2 separate regions of the Mus musculus genome follow, and region 2 is linked to region 1. Evidence: chromatin contacts called from public promoter capture Hi-C data. All regions are on one chromosome and are shown on one strand. The core of a region is the stretch at or near the end of the contact, and the rest is flanking DNA. Distances in the headings are between cores, read along the strand shown. Region 1 holds the start of Skap2 (src family associated phosphoprotein 2). Region 2 has its middle 16 kb from the start of Halr1.

Evidence for each region. Promoter capture Hi-C pulls out the DNA fragments that hold promoters and counts their contacts.
Region 2: a promoter capture Hi-C map of neural stem cells shows a contact between it and region 1. The contact joins the enhancer-like site here to the promoter of Skap2 in region 1. A contact is called at or near these places in 4 of 39 promoter capture datasets (the 3T3-L1 cell line, macrophages and neural stem cells), 1 of 15 datasets of contacts at CTCF or cohesin (the NIH/3T3 cell line), 5 of 484 Hi-C or Micro-C datasets (CD4 T cells, double positive thymocytes, nephron progenitors and 2 more), 13 of 115 datasets of contacts at active chromatin or transcription factors (bone marrow-derived macrophages, embryonic basal ganglia, embryonic forebrain and 8 more) and 2 of 9 other capture datasets (adipose tissue and embryonic stem cells).

What each region holds. Positions count from the first base shown.
Region 1 is chr6:52,008,519-52,014,817 of GRCm38.p6, reverse strand. Skap2 (src family associated phosphoprotein 2) reads left to right here and starts at 2,269. Exons shown (of 13, transcript NM_018773.2): 1 at 2,269-2,483. The coding sequence starts at 2,417.
Region 2 is chr6:52,115,231-52,121,804 of GRCm38.p6, reverse strand. It overlaps the pseudogene Rps8-ps3. Among named protein-coding and RNA genes, the nearest start is that of Halr1, 16 kb to the right of the region's middle. Within about 2 kb of position 2,399, at least 32 of the 459 cell types and tissues checked have an H3K27ac peak or open chromatin away from gene starts, as enhancers often do. A contact at or near this core is called in embryonic basal ganglia, neural progenitor cells, neural stem cells and 2 more, where this site is marked.

The DNA.
Region 1 (6,299 bases), core at 1,020-3,519:
AAAATCAATGTTTTATATCATCTCTTTGAGAATGACATAAATGTCATAGTACAATCTGAAAAACACAGGTATGTACTCACTTGGTACTGCTAACTGTACATGCTAAGCACATGCTCTGATGCTCTGTGCTGTCCCCCAGCCCTGACACTTTTTGATGAAATATTAATAGAACTATTTTATTCTAGTTGAAGATGACACTTATTACAAATTTTACTTTGTTAAGAGTTAGGAAACAGTAGTAATATAGTTCTCAAAACCAAAATTAAATTAAATGCTGTTTTCCATTTAATCCGAATTTCTTTGGTAGGACTTTAGGCTCCACATTTTAGTAGCTTCTCTCTGTGATTCTAAGGCCGACTAAAGTATAAAGAACATTGGTCTAAAGAAAGCTGGAGGGGAAAAAAAAGCTGGGATAGTGGCACATGCCTTTAATCTCAGCACTCATTGAGGTAAAAGCAGGTGGTGCTCTGTGAGTTCAAGGACAGCCTGGTCTAGTGAGTTCTAAGACAGAGAGACCCTGTCTTGAAAACAAAACAATAAATAGATAAATGGAGAAGAAGAGGAAGAGGAAGAGGGGGAGAGGGAGAAGAACAAGAAGAAGAAGGAGGAGGAGAAAGCTGCAGGGTACATGTGTTGGCATTTAGTCTAGGCTCCGCCTCACAGTTAGCTGGCAACAGTCAGGTGTGCCTGACTCACTATAAAAGGGGCTGCTTGCCCCCCTTCTCTCTCCCTCTCTCTCTTGCTCCCTTCTCTTCTATTGCTCCTGCTCCTTACCCTCTCTCTCCATGCCCCTCCCTGTGCTCTCCACATGCTTATTGCCTGCCTCTCCTCCCCTCCCCTCCCCTCCCCTCTCCTCTCCTCTCCTCTCCTCTCCTCTCCTCTCCTCTCCTTTCCTCTCCTGTCTTCTCCCCTCCTCTCCCCCTCTCTCTGCTTTTCTCTGTCTCCACTCAATTCCCCTCCCCATGCCCAAAATATTCTATACTATACTTTCCTGTGCTGGTATCTCAGCATGTCTCACAGAGACACCCCCTTCCCCCACACCATACTGTGCCTCCTACAAACATACTCCTGATTGGAGCTTTGACACAACATTCTGAGCACAACTTAGGAGAAATAAGAACAAACAAACCACTGTTTGTTTCTACCAATGTAGGTAGGTGATATTCAGATGTCATTTTGAAAATGATGTGCCTGGCAAAGGAAAGTGGAAGGTGCAACTTGATGTGTATCATTAGCCACCTTTCCAAGCATATTTTTAACTAAATACACACTTTACATTCAAAATGTTTTCCCTTGTCAGTTCCTCTCTGAAGACTCGTATCATCCTCTTTTGTATTTAAGTAGCTCTGGTAGCGTCATCTACATGACAAATATGTCTACACAGTAGGTTTTAATGGATTGTAAAGGTTGATGGCACTTGAATGTAATTATCATTTCTACACACACACACACACACACACACCACCCATTTTAAAGACTAAAGGACCCAGAACTTTTTGGATTTTAAGTGTAAACGTGTAATATTGAAAGACTCAACCTTTGCTGACTAGATTGAAGTAAATTTTATATTTTCCCTGTTCTAACCACTATTTGCAATTAAAAAATACTTAGAGCGGGCAACGGTACAGGTGGCTTTCTGGCACATTTCAGGTGCCTGACCCTAAAAGGATATTATCTAGAACTAATTCCGTCAGAGCGAGAGAAATCAACCACACCAAGAATAAGTAGGAAAGTAATGTCAGCGCCAATCAGAACGCTCCGCCGTTTTAGGACTAAGACTCTCAGGAAGGATTGGCGGAAAATGGGACTCCGTTACCTTCATCTAGTGGGACAAAGAAAGCCATGCTAGTTGGGGGGTAATGGTAGAAACTTCTTGGTGGGTTACCAGACGGGGGTTTAAACCTTGGTGGAAAAGACCAGTATTTAGATGACCCCTTAAAGGGAAAGTGCGTAAGCCTTGCGGAGGCTTTATTTTCCGGAATCCTGGAGAAAGAGAGGTGTGGCTGACATACCAGTAACGAAAATGGCGCGGACGAGCTTCAAGGGCCGGTCAGGTGACACAGCTCCAATTCGCTCCCTTCCTTCGGAGGCCTCGCCTCCTGCTCGCTTCCGCGTATGGGCGTGGCCTTCCCGGCTGTGTGTGGGCGTGGTCTACCCGGAGGCGCTTTCTTCGGACAGTCAGAAAGCAAGGTCTACGCAAGCGCAGTCAGGTTTTAAGGCCGGTCTCCCCGCCCCTTCACCCATAGCCCCGCCCAATTCTCCCGGGCGGGGAGGGGGCAGGGCCCGGCGTCCAGCGACCGCTGGCTGGAGAGCTAGTGACTTCCTTGTTGGCAGTCTCGGACGGGCCGTGTCCGGAGTCGTAGCCTCTCGGTGCTTACTCGGACCGCTATTGCGAGTCTAGGTCCAAGCCATTATCATGCCCAACCCCAGCTGTACCTCTTCTCCCGGCCCTCTCCCTGAGGAAATTAGGAACCTGTTGGCAGGTAAAGAGCGGGAAGGGGGCGGTGACGCTAGGGGCGGGGGCGCGGGGACGGCGAGCCGACAGGGACAGAAGCGCTTAGCCCTCACCCTATGCGGACGGTGGGGGGCGGGCCGTATAGGGGGACTGGGATGTCGGGACTAGAAGGGAGTGGGCGTGTATGCTGAAATGTGCTGATCCTCCCTGGACAGCCGGACAGTTATGCGTTTCATGAAGACCGGAATGTGAGGGCGGGAGATGGACAGCAAATGTTGATGAATGCATGTTTGAGAACTGCGAAAGCAGAAGTCCAAGCACTAGGTCCTGCCTGGGTGGCCTGGCCAGTAAGGATGCAGGTGCATCTGCAGGGCCGCAGGTGTTGGGAGTTAGGAGGCCAAAAGGCACTATTTCCAACCCCACCCCCATTTTCTTGAACAGTCAGGCCAAACATGTTTATAGTTTTGAAGGGTGCCCGATTTTCAAATAGCCACTATTTCTAAAGCCTCAGTAACTATTAAAAGTGAAAAAGGAAGGCTGTGTTAAAACTCCTACTTCCTGTATCATGTGATCAAGGAACTTCATCTTTGCAACCTCATCTTCCCCTTTTTGGTTTTACATTCCCATTTATAGGAACTTACTTGTAGGAGTTGAAATGCGGTTCCTCAGTTCCTCAGTTAGGTCAGTAATGTCTGGAGGTGTGTAGTTCCACTAAGCATCAAGAAAAGCTCGATAGTTCTGCACAAAATAAAAAATACATCTTTTTAGAGTATCACAAGTCTCACCTATCCTGATGGTCTTAGATACCACCATATACTTTGTCTTGTAGATGCTAACATCTGGAAATGGAATAATTTTAGTTTGGTTGTCTCTAAAACATTCCTTTCAATATAGATCATGGATTAAAAAGTTTCGCTTAGATGCCTGTGCTGTTAACTGTGTGTTTTAATCGTTAAAAACAATGTCCTCTAAAAGGTACATTTGAACTAGTAAGTTACAGTTGCAACAGTATGAGACCAAGCATCATAGAATACCTTGTTAAGCTGTTGGGTTGTTTGCATTATGTGTGGATGGAGACTTGTGTTTGTATGAACATGATGCAGGGTGAGGGTGTGCTATGTCACTCTGAGAAATGCTTCTCATCATTCATGGATAGCACTAAGAGAAATGATGAAAGAACTGTCGATGCTGATTTAAGGAAATGTTTTAGTTTCTTATATGAGAGCTTAGAGGAGTACCAGTTTGGTCTCATTACAGTTAACATTTTATGGGGTGGCGGGAGGGGCAATGCAGGAATTGCATGTTTAGAAAAATATCTTAATAATTAGATCAGAAAAATGTTTTGTTCCAGAAATGTCATCGTTTTTAGGTTGTCCATATTTGTAATTAAAAAAAATAACAACCCGGTTTTGCTTCTAAAGCTTGGACCCACAGTCACTCTTCCAACATCCTATGTTGTATGACTACAACAGCCGTCACCCACTGACCCTCACAGATTACAGACTGTTTTCGCTCTCTCCTGTATCCTGTAAAGAGAGCAGGATTATACATTTACCTGCTAATCCTAACTTCCTGTGTAGTTCTGCCATCTTTTAAATTAGAGGTTGGACTAGCATAATGTTTGAAATTAGTTTTTTCTAAAATACATGAGGGATTAGAAACAAATATCAAAATAATAACTTTGCAGATTACAAGTTAGCTTTACATTTTATTCTTAGGAGATGTTTTTAGCTCGTGGGTGTGATCTATGGTAAAGGAATAGAGGAAAGTGAGCTAGTCTTCATGGCTTAAAACAACGTTAAACAAGCTTTCAAAGAAAGTTGTTAAGATTTTTTGTGTAATTAACATCCTTAGAGGCTCTCAGTAGTCACTTGTCCCTTGAATCTTCTGGGGAGGCAGGATGACGGCAAGTCCATCACTCAGGTGTTCTTGGGAGAAAGTGCATGGTACAATTTAGAAGTATAAAGTTATAACAAAGTGATTGCATTGACTTGGATTTTAGAGGTATTGCTGTCATAGCTCTATGGTATATAGATATAAAGATAGTGCGTTCTTTTTTAAATTGAAGAAGAGATATGGATCCTGGTAGCTGTAAGCAGTCAAGGCTCTTAAAATGCATGGCACAGTGTGAATTAGTTAGAAACCAACCTTTACAGGAGTTTCAAGTCCTTTGCTTTTACAAGAAAGAAAATAATCTCACTTTATGTTTCCTATGCTCGTCATGTAAATCATCAGATGCCACACAAGTGTTTGCTGAGATAGGTGCTCAAATTTATGGTTTTTTGTAATCATGATTTTTCTTTGTCATTGTTTGGCTTTTTGATTACAGTAGCTTTTCACTACCATTTCAATATTTGTCCTCTTTTCATGCCTTTCCTTTAAAAAAGTAACTGAATGGAAATGCAAAAATAAAGTTACTACTCCCAACTCTTAGTTAGTAATATCCTTGAAAGAATGACAGTATAATAGTTTGAACAGTTATATTTTTTATGGAATCAATGTACTAAAAATTAAATGCCTTTATTTTTTTAAAAAATAAATGTTAAATTATTCCTTTTTAGTACAGTTTATATAAAATTTTGTTGAATCAACCTTTGACACCCCCCACTCTCAAACAATGAAAGAACAGGTTTATCCTGGATAATTCAAACCAAAGGATAGCCCCAAGCCTTGGCCATTTAATCTTACCTTATACCCAAATATTTTGACTAGAACTAATAGCAAGCATGGCCTTGATTTATGTGGGCGCTCCTCTGGCAGGCAGAAGGTGAACAGCCCTGGGAGTGCTGCCTGCTGCCTGCAGCGCTTGCTGGTCTAATCACCCTGGAAGGACGGGGCTGCTAGGAGTTCGCAATCAGATATTTGCACTCATTTTCATCCATTCATATCATATCAACAGATTTTAAGCGGGAAGTGTTACCTTTTTAATAAATTAGAAAATGAAACCACTGTTAGAAGAAAATAACCGTTGGGGCACTGAAAAATTAAAACCAAATTGAACAAGCCATAAGAAAGTGACTATATGGTTTTAGCAAGGTGACCTTGAGATTTGTTCAGATGGCAGTTTTGGTTAGAAATATTGCCTTTTCCCCCTACTGGGGATTTCCAGGACATTTTTTTTTTTTTCCTTTCACCTCCTTCACACAGTGTAATAGATCACACTGTTTGGGGCATTTGATAAAGAATGCAATTCAGTTGAAACCAAGGTAGGGTTTTTCAATGCCAAGTGCACTATGGCTTGTTTCTCACCTTTCCAATTCCTGTTTATAATTTGGTCACCACTTTAGCTTTATTTTCCTTGTAAGAATTATTTATGGTATATCTGGTGTTCATAGCTTCCTCCTGGAGCCCTGGCTGAGTATGCAAAGGGAAGAGTGCCACCTACTGAGTCACCAGTAGCCACCTTCTTCTAAGTACCTGGATTATCACAGAGCCAGGACAAGCCTCCCTATTTTGGCAGCAGCAACTAATGAGGATCAAGTCGATAAGAGAACATTGGGTCTGGAAGTGAGATCAACCTACGGCACCTCTAAGAGCCTTCCTTCTACAAATACGGATATGCATTTGCAAATCAAGGGTCCAGATGTTATAGAGATTTTGTCTGGGTCAAATAGTATCTGTAAATGAAGAAGTAGCATTAGGAAAATTACTTATCTATTTACTTAAGGGTAAAACACCTTCTTTTCTTGTTGGGGGCTATGTTAGCATGGCTTTCCAGTGAAAGTATTTTTCCTTGGATTACTAAGTAAGGCTCTTGAAAGTATGTGCATTTTAAATTGTTAATGTAATCTTAATCAGCATTAGTTTCTTTCAAAACATCTAACTGTACTAAAAAATGAACTTT
Region 2 (6,574 bases), core at 1,150-3,649, 110 kb before region 1:
TGGTGCATGCCTATAATACCAACACTCAGAAGAAAGAGGCAGGAAGATCTTTATAAGTTCAAGACCAGCCTGGTCTGCATAGCAAGTTCCAGACCAGCCAGGCAGCCAGAAAACACAGATCCTAAAGGGGGGGGGGGCAAAGAGACACACACATAGACAGAGTGAGAGTTAGAGACATAGAGAGGCAGAGGCAGAGACACAGAGACAGAGTGCAAGACAGAGACACAGGCACAGAGAGGGAAAAACAGTGTGTGTGACAAAGAACTCAGAACTGAGTTGAAGAGATAAAGTCAGCCCCTGCAGGAAGGGCAAGGAGACCTGGAAGATCCAGGAGGGTGATGAATTGGTGCTCAGGTTTCTCTGGGTGCTTGCACTTCTTTCCAAGCTCTTGTGAAAACATCTGGGGGCGAGAGCTATGTGGGGGTGAGGACATAGGGATGTCAGTGTCTGAACTGAGCTGTGCAGGGCTGAAAAGGGTTCTCCCAGGCATGGAAGACCAGTGGTACATGACAGACAGTTTGGCCAGCTGTTTCAGATCGAGCAAGCAAAGTACGTGGGGTTGAGAGAGATATATGAAGGATAAGGTTTAGCTAAATGAACAGGTTTTTTTTTTAAAGATTTATTTTATGCTTTAATCAAGTGTGTGTGTGAGTGTGTAATCAAGTGTGTGTGTGTGTGTGTGTGTGTGTGTGTACAGATGGATGAAAATGCAGGAGCAGAGAGAACCCAGAGGTTTCAGATGCCCCCTGCAGCTAGAGCTACAGTGATTGTGAGCCACCTAACCTGGATGTTGAAATCTGAACTCAATTCCTCCATAAGAGCAGTACATTCTATTAACAGCTGAGCCGTCTCTCCAGCTCTTAAATGTTTTTGTGTTTTAGAAATGTTCTTACCTTTTTTACTACTGGAACATGGAAAGGGCTGGAAAGAAAGAGAGAACGGGAGGGAGTTTCTCAGAGCTGAAGATCAAGTGCCTGTCAAATAAATTTATTTAAAATCCCTGAAAAGCAAGCACTGCCACCAGAAACATAGGCAGATGTGTGCAGTTGGGACTTATGGTCTTTGTGGTGCTGGGGCTCAGATCCAGGGTTGCGTACATCCCAGGCAGATGTTCTACCACTGGATCACACACCCAGAGCCAGAACTGAGATTCAAGTGGCTGGGGTGGTAAGCAAATCCAGCCAGTTCTATGTTCCTAAAGAACCCAACTGGCATTGGTCCAGTGGTGCGAGGAACAGTGGTGTGAAGCCAAAGATTGGGAGGTTTGCATCTTCTTCATGTTCTCCAGCTCTTCAGGGTACCTCTGTTAAGTCCAGCAGCATTTCAGGTGGCACTCTGGGCACTGGGGAACTAGACACTGCACAGCGCCCAAACCTGAAGTGAGTCAGTTATTGAACTGATTGCAAAAACCATCAACAAAAAGTGAATTTCTCAACATAACATTACTTTGAAGGGCTGTGGGCTTGGTGAACAAAGCATCATTTGCATAGAGGATCTGAGTCTTGAGATGTAGCTAGCTTGAAATGTTTCAAAGAAGCCTTTCAAAAGATCTTCTCTGTGACGTGGGGCAAAGAAAAACACTACCAAAGGCTGGAGAGATGCCTCGAAATTAAAAACCCAGTCTGATCTTCCAGAGGACCTGGGCCCGGAATCCCCGCACCCACATGCAGTTCACAACTGTAATTCTAGTACTGGATCCAACCCACTCTTATGACCGCCACAGGCACCAGGCGTGCATTTGGTGTACAGACAGACAGACATGCAAGCAAAACATCCACACATGAATACACTTTTTAAAAATTAAAGAAAAATACTACCTATTTTGTAGAAGGCAAAGATCCTGGCAACAGGAATGTCCAGATCAACGGGCACAATAAAGGATACACTGAGTTTGCTGTGGCATTCTTGCCATTGGTCAGTTAATAAACACTGAGTACTTTATTTTATATATATATATATATATATATCTCACATATATATACATATATATATCACATATATATACATATGTATATACATATATGTCTTGCATGCTAACACATACAGAGGGAAGACAGAGAGAGAGAGAGAGAGAGATCTGTTAAAAGGATTTTACCAAAACATTGCTTCACTTTTTTTCACTGTGGCTGGCTTTTTACTAATACAAAAGACGTTGGAATGTGGTGATATTTTACATTAAAATAACCATTGGAGGGCTGTTTATTAATTAAACCCTAACTCTCATGCTGTTGAGTACTGGACTGGTTTGGATACTGGGTTACTGGACTTCTAGGTTTTGAATCACTTAAAGGCTTCTTGAGACAGCTGAAAGGCAGTCAGTCCGCAGTGAGCACTCACAGTAGCTAATGGTCTAACAAGCACTGTCAGGCCATCCTGCATTTCAGCTGTTCGTTTTGCTGAAGGCAGATAATTTATGCTACATCCCACAGCACAGACCAAGTGCATAAAACCAGAGAGGAATGCTAATGGGACCAACGTTACAAATTCTTAAAGTGACAGGCTTTCTTTTCTTTTCTTTTTTTTTTTTTTTTCTGTTGCTGTTACCTGACTTAGTCTGATTGCAGTCAGATCATGTAGATATTTTAATAAATGTGGGTAATAATGAAATGCTGAGTCTTGGCAGAGTAAACTCCCGAGTTCAATAGCCATAGCTGACAAAAGCTGATGCTTTGTCTGCACACAGAGGGCTGTGTTCAAGGGTCTGGCAAGTAGTACACATTCGGGAACTTGGAAAGAAATTTATTTTATTTTTAATTATGGTGGGTATCTGTGTGTGGATGTGTGCAAGTGAATGTGGAGGACAGAAAAAGGACAAAGATACTTGTAAGCCACTCTGGTCCTCTGTAAGAGCAACATTTCTTTTTTTAATATAGAACAGCAAACACCTTTATTACACGAGCTGTGAATAATGGTTTATTTGCCTTTCCGGGCTTTGATCTTCCGCAGATAGAACTCCAGCTCCTTGCCTTCCGAGCACATAGCCGTCTGCTCTGCCACACTGGCCTGGTCTTGAGGCAACGCAGACAAGAAGCTTGCTGTGTTGTGACTGCTCCTCCAGGAGGCTGCTGACTTTGGCATTCTTTTTCCTTTCGTCATATTTCTTTTGAGTATTCTTTGATCGGTTTTTGTTTAAAATCTCTTCCTCCTCAGGAGTCAGATTGGCCCCCTTCTTTGTTGGCCCAGGGGCAGTGCATAGTGGGACTCGAACCGCTGCCAGTATGGTGTGGTGTCAATAAGCACGATGCTGTTCTTTGTCAGGGTCTTGGTGCAGACAAGCTCATTATTAGATGCTTTGTAGACAACATCAATGATCCTTGTTTTTCGAGTACAACACTCAGGGGCCAGGAAAAGTTACCCACATCCAATCTCAGGGCATGGTACTTCTTATTGCCTCCTCAAACATGGAATGTGTGAGGGTCGATGTTAGTGCTGGCCCCAGGCTGTCCCAGTTCATACTTCCGCTTCCTGTGGTAGCGTTTCCTCTTACACACACACACACACACACACACACACACACACACCATCTTGCAGTGCTTGTGCCAGTTGTCCTGAGAGGTGCCCATGGCTCCGTGCTGGCTGGAAAGTGCACAACACATTCTTAACCATTGAGGCATCTCTCCAGCCCTGCTTAGGACATGTTTCTTTTCTTTTCTTTTTTCTTTTCTTTTCTTTTCTTTTCTTTTCTTTTCTTTTCTTTTCTTTCGTTCCTTCGTTCCTTCCTTCCTTCCTTTCTTCCTTCCTTCCTCAGTCTCTCCCTCCCTCTCTCCTTCTTTCGAATGAATAGGGGCTGGGGATATAGCTGAAGGGTACAGCACTTGTCTCCCTAAGATCCATCTCCACTATTGTTTAAGATAAAAAGAGGCTCTGGAGAGGTGGGTCAGTGTTTAAGAGTGCTGTATAAGCATGAGGCCCCGAGTTTGTACACCAAGCACCCAAGTAAATATCCATGTCCACGCGCTTGTGACCACAGCAGTACGGGAGGCAGAGACACATGGGTTAAAGGGGCTTGCTGGCTGCTGGCTAACTAGGTTCAGTGAGAGACCCTGACTCAAAGGAATATGGTAGGGAGGGTTAGAGAAGAACAACATTGATCTCCATCGTGTGCACAGGCTACACACATGTCTCCACACACACACACACACACACACACACACACACACACCACAAATTTAGTGGTTAAACACTTGAGTTTAATAATAAATATTCTTCTGACTATTGCTTTTCAAGTGAATGAAGTAATAATAGCAACCAACTATTAAGCACTGTTCACTTGCCAAGGACTGAATGGAAACCTGTGCCCACACATACATTGTCTTACTTCGTCTCTACTTTACTGTTAGATATTTTATTCTTCTCTGTTCATAGATGTGGAACAGAGACACAAAGCTGTGACTCGTTCCAGGTGTCCTAGCATGTGAGAGACACAGCTGGAGCTAACTACAGCTCTGATATGAATATTTAGTCACAAGATTCACTGCCTTTCTGCATGCACGTCTGATTTATCTAAATTAGTTCATAAAGTTTGAAGGCTGACCAGATGGCTCAGTGGGTATGGGCCCAACGACCTGAGTTTAATCTTCCTGGGACCTACATGGGGGAAAGAACAAACTTTTTTTTTTTTTTTTTTTTTTTTTTTTGCAAGTTGTCCTTTGACCTATACATTCCTGTCGTGGTACAACACCCCAATGTGGGGGAAAAAATCACAGAAGCATTTGAAATGTCTCTTAGACGTTTGTGAGTGTGTAAGGTCCGTTGGTATGCTTGCCGGTACAGGGCAGATTTTAGTTGTTTTCACACAGCTCTGGACCTTAGGAACCAGATGAGCTAACGAGCTTCCCTTCTGAAACAGTCCTGTAATAGCCAATGCTTATTGACAGCTGCTTTGGTGCCAGGCACTTCCTAATTGCCTTATCAGGTATCACTTAGTCTGAGCCATGCACCATCGCAGAGGAAAGTGCTGTTACTCACCCACCCCTGTTTTACAGACCAGGAAACTGAAGCTGTGGGAGGGTAGTCATGTCAGCCACTGCAGTTAAGCAATGTAGCTATTGAAGCAATTGGGTTTGAACCCAGGTTGTTTGCCCAGCTCTGCTGGCTTAGATCAGAAGCAGTGGCCGGTCCCCAGGCAGGTTCAGACACCGCTCTCCCCTCCCCAGTGAAGCAAGCCCACCCGCCATCCCCAGTCCACCAAGTGAGAAGCATGCGCTAGTTAGACTCCCATAGAGCCTTTCAGCCCTATCAGGCCTCCACATGTTGGAATGTCCTATATAGATTTTTTGTTTTCTCATGGCTAGAACATTGACAGCCTTCAAGATTGCCCTGAGGGAGGACAACTTGCTTTCTGACATGTGAGGCACTCTGATTGCAGATGGAGGGTGTGGGTTGCATCTGTCTTGGGTCTGCCTCTGTCTCACTTTCCAGCTGAAATGCCCCAAGCACTTGCTGCTGCTTTTCGATCGCACACTATTTCCCACAGGTGCTTTTTTTTTTTTTTTTTTAAGGTGATACCTACATCTCGTTGTTTCATGTCTTGCCAGCTGTCTGGTCTGCTCTTCACCTCTGACCACCAGACAGCTGTAGCAAATGGAAAGGCGTACATTTGTTCAAGGTGGGATTGACCCATGGGGTCTGCCTTTGTGCCCGGGTGAGTGTTCCCTGCAGGGGAAACAGTGTGGAAGTTTGTAACTTCGCTACTCTCCCTGGGAGGTCTTTTAAGTTTCTTTTTTTAACACCCCTCCCCCCACACACCTCTAACCTACGTTTGATCTTGCACTCCACTGCTAAACCAGATAACATCTCCTCTACCCCATACCTGGAATGGAACTTTACAGTTTACAAAGTACTTTTCTAGCCTGTTCTCTCATTTAACCCTTTACAATCTAGTGGTAGAAAACTATTCACAAATTCCGGAATGAGAAGATTGGCTCAGTGTCGCTTAAGTGGTCTGCTCAAGTTCTAGCCATCCACACTTAGGAATCCTCTGTTCCTTTCTACTACATGATAGCTTTAAGTAGCGTGATCATCAAGGTGCATGAGACAGAGGGGTATTTCCTTCTGTTTACACTCTTGGTGGCACAGAACATTCTGGAATCTGGGGAGCATAATAGCCACACTAACAAAGCATGTTGAGTGCCTGCTAGCAGGCAGTGCAGCTTCAGGCCACCCCCTTTGAACCTCATTTGTCCTTTCTTGTCCTGATGGTCTCCGAGGGCGGCTGTGAAGATCGACTTTCACGCTGATGTTTTTAATTCTGCGTTTTCCTAGCAAACACCACAGGTTCCATTTCCTGTGTGAGTGTCTTTCTTTAGGGCAACTTTGTCTAATAAACTCTGGGATTATTTTAGGTTTCATTCTCATTTTTAAAAGAAAGGTGGAGAGAAGAAAGGAAAGGGGAAAAACTCTAAAACCCTAAGGGTGGAAGAAAGGTCAGACTGGGGTGGGGGTGGGGAGTAACTAAAACAAACAACAAACAAGAGTCAAAGAGAAATAAAGTAGAAAGCTGCTTGTGATGAGCCAAAAGCTAGCTGTGATCTCTCTCTCTCTCTCCTCCTCCTCTTCGTTCTTTCTCCTCCTC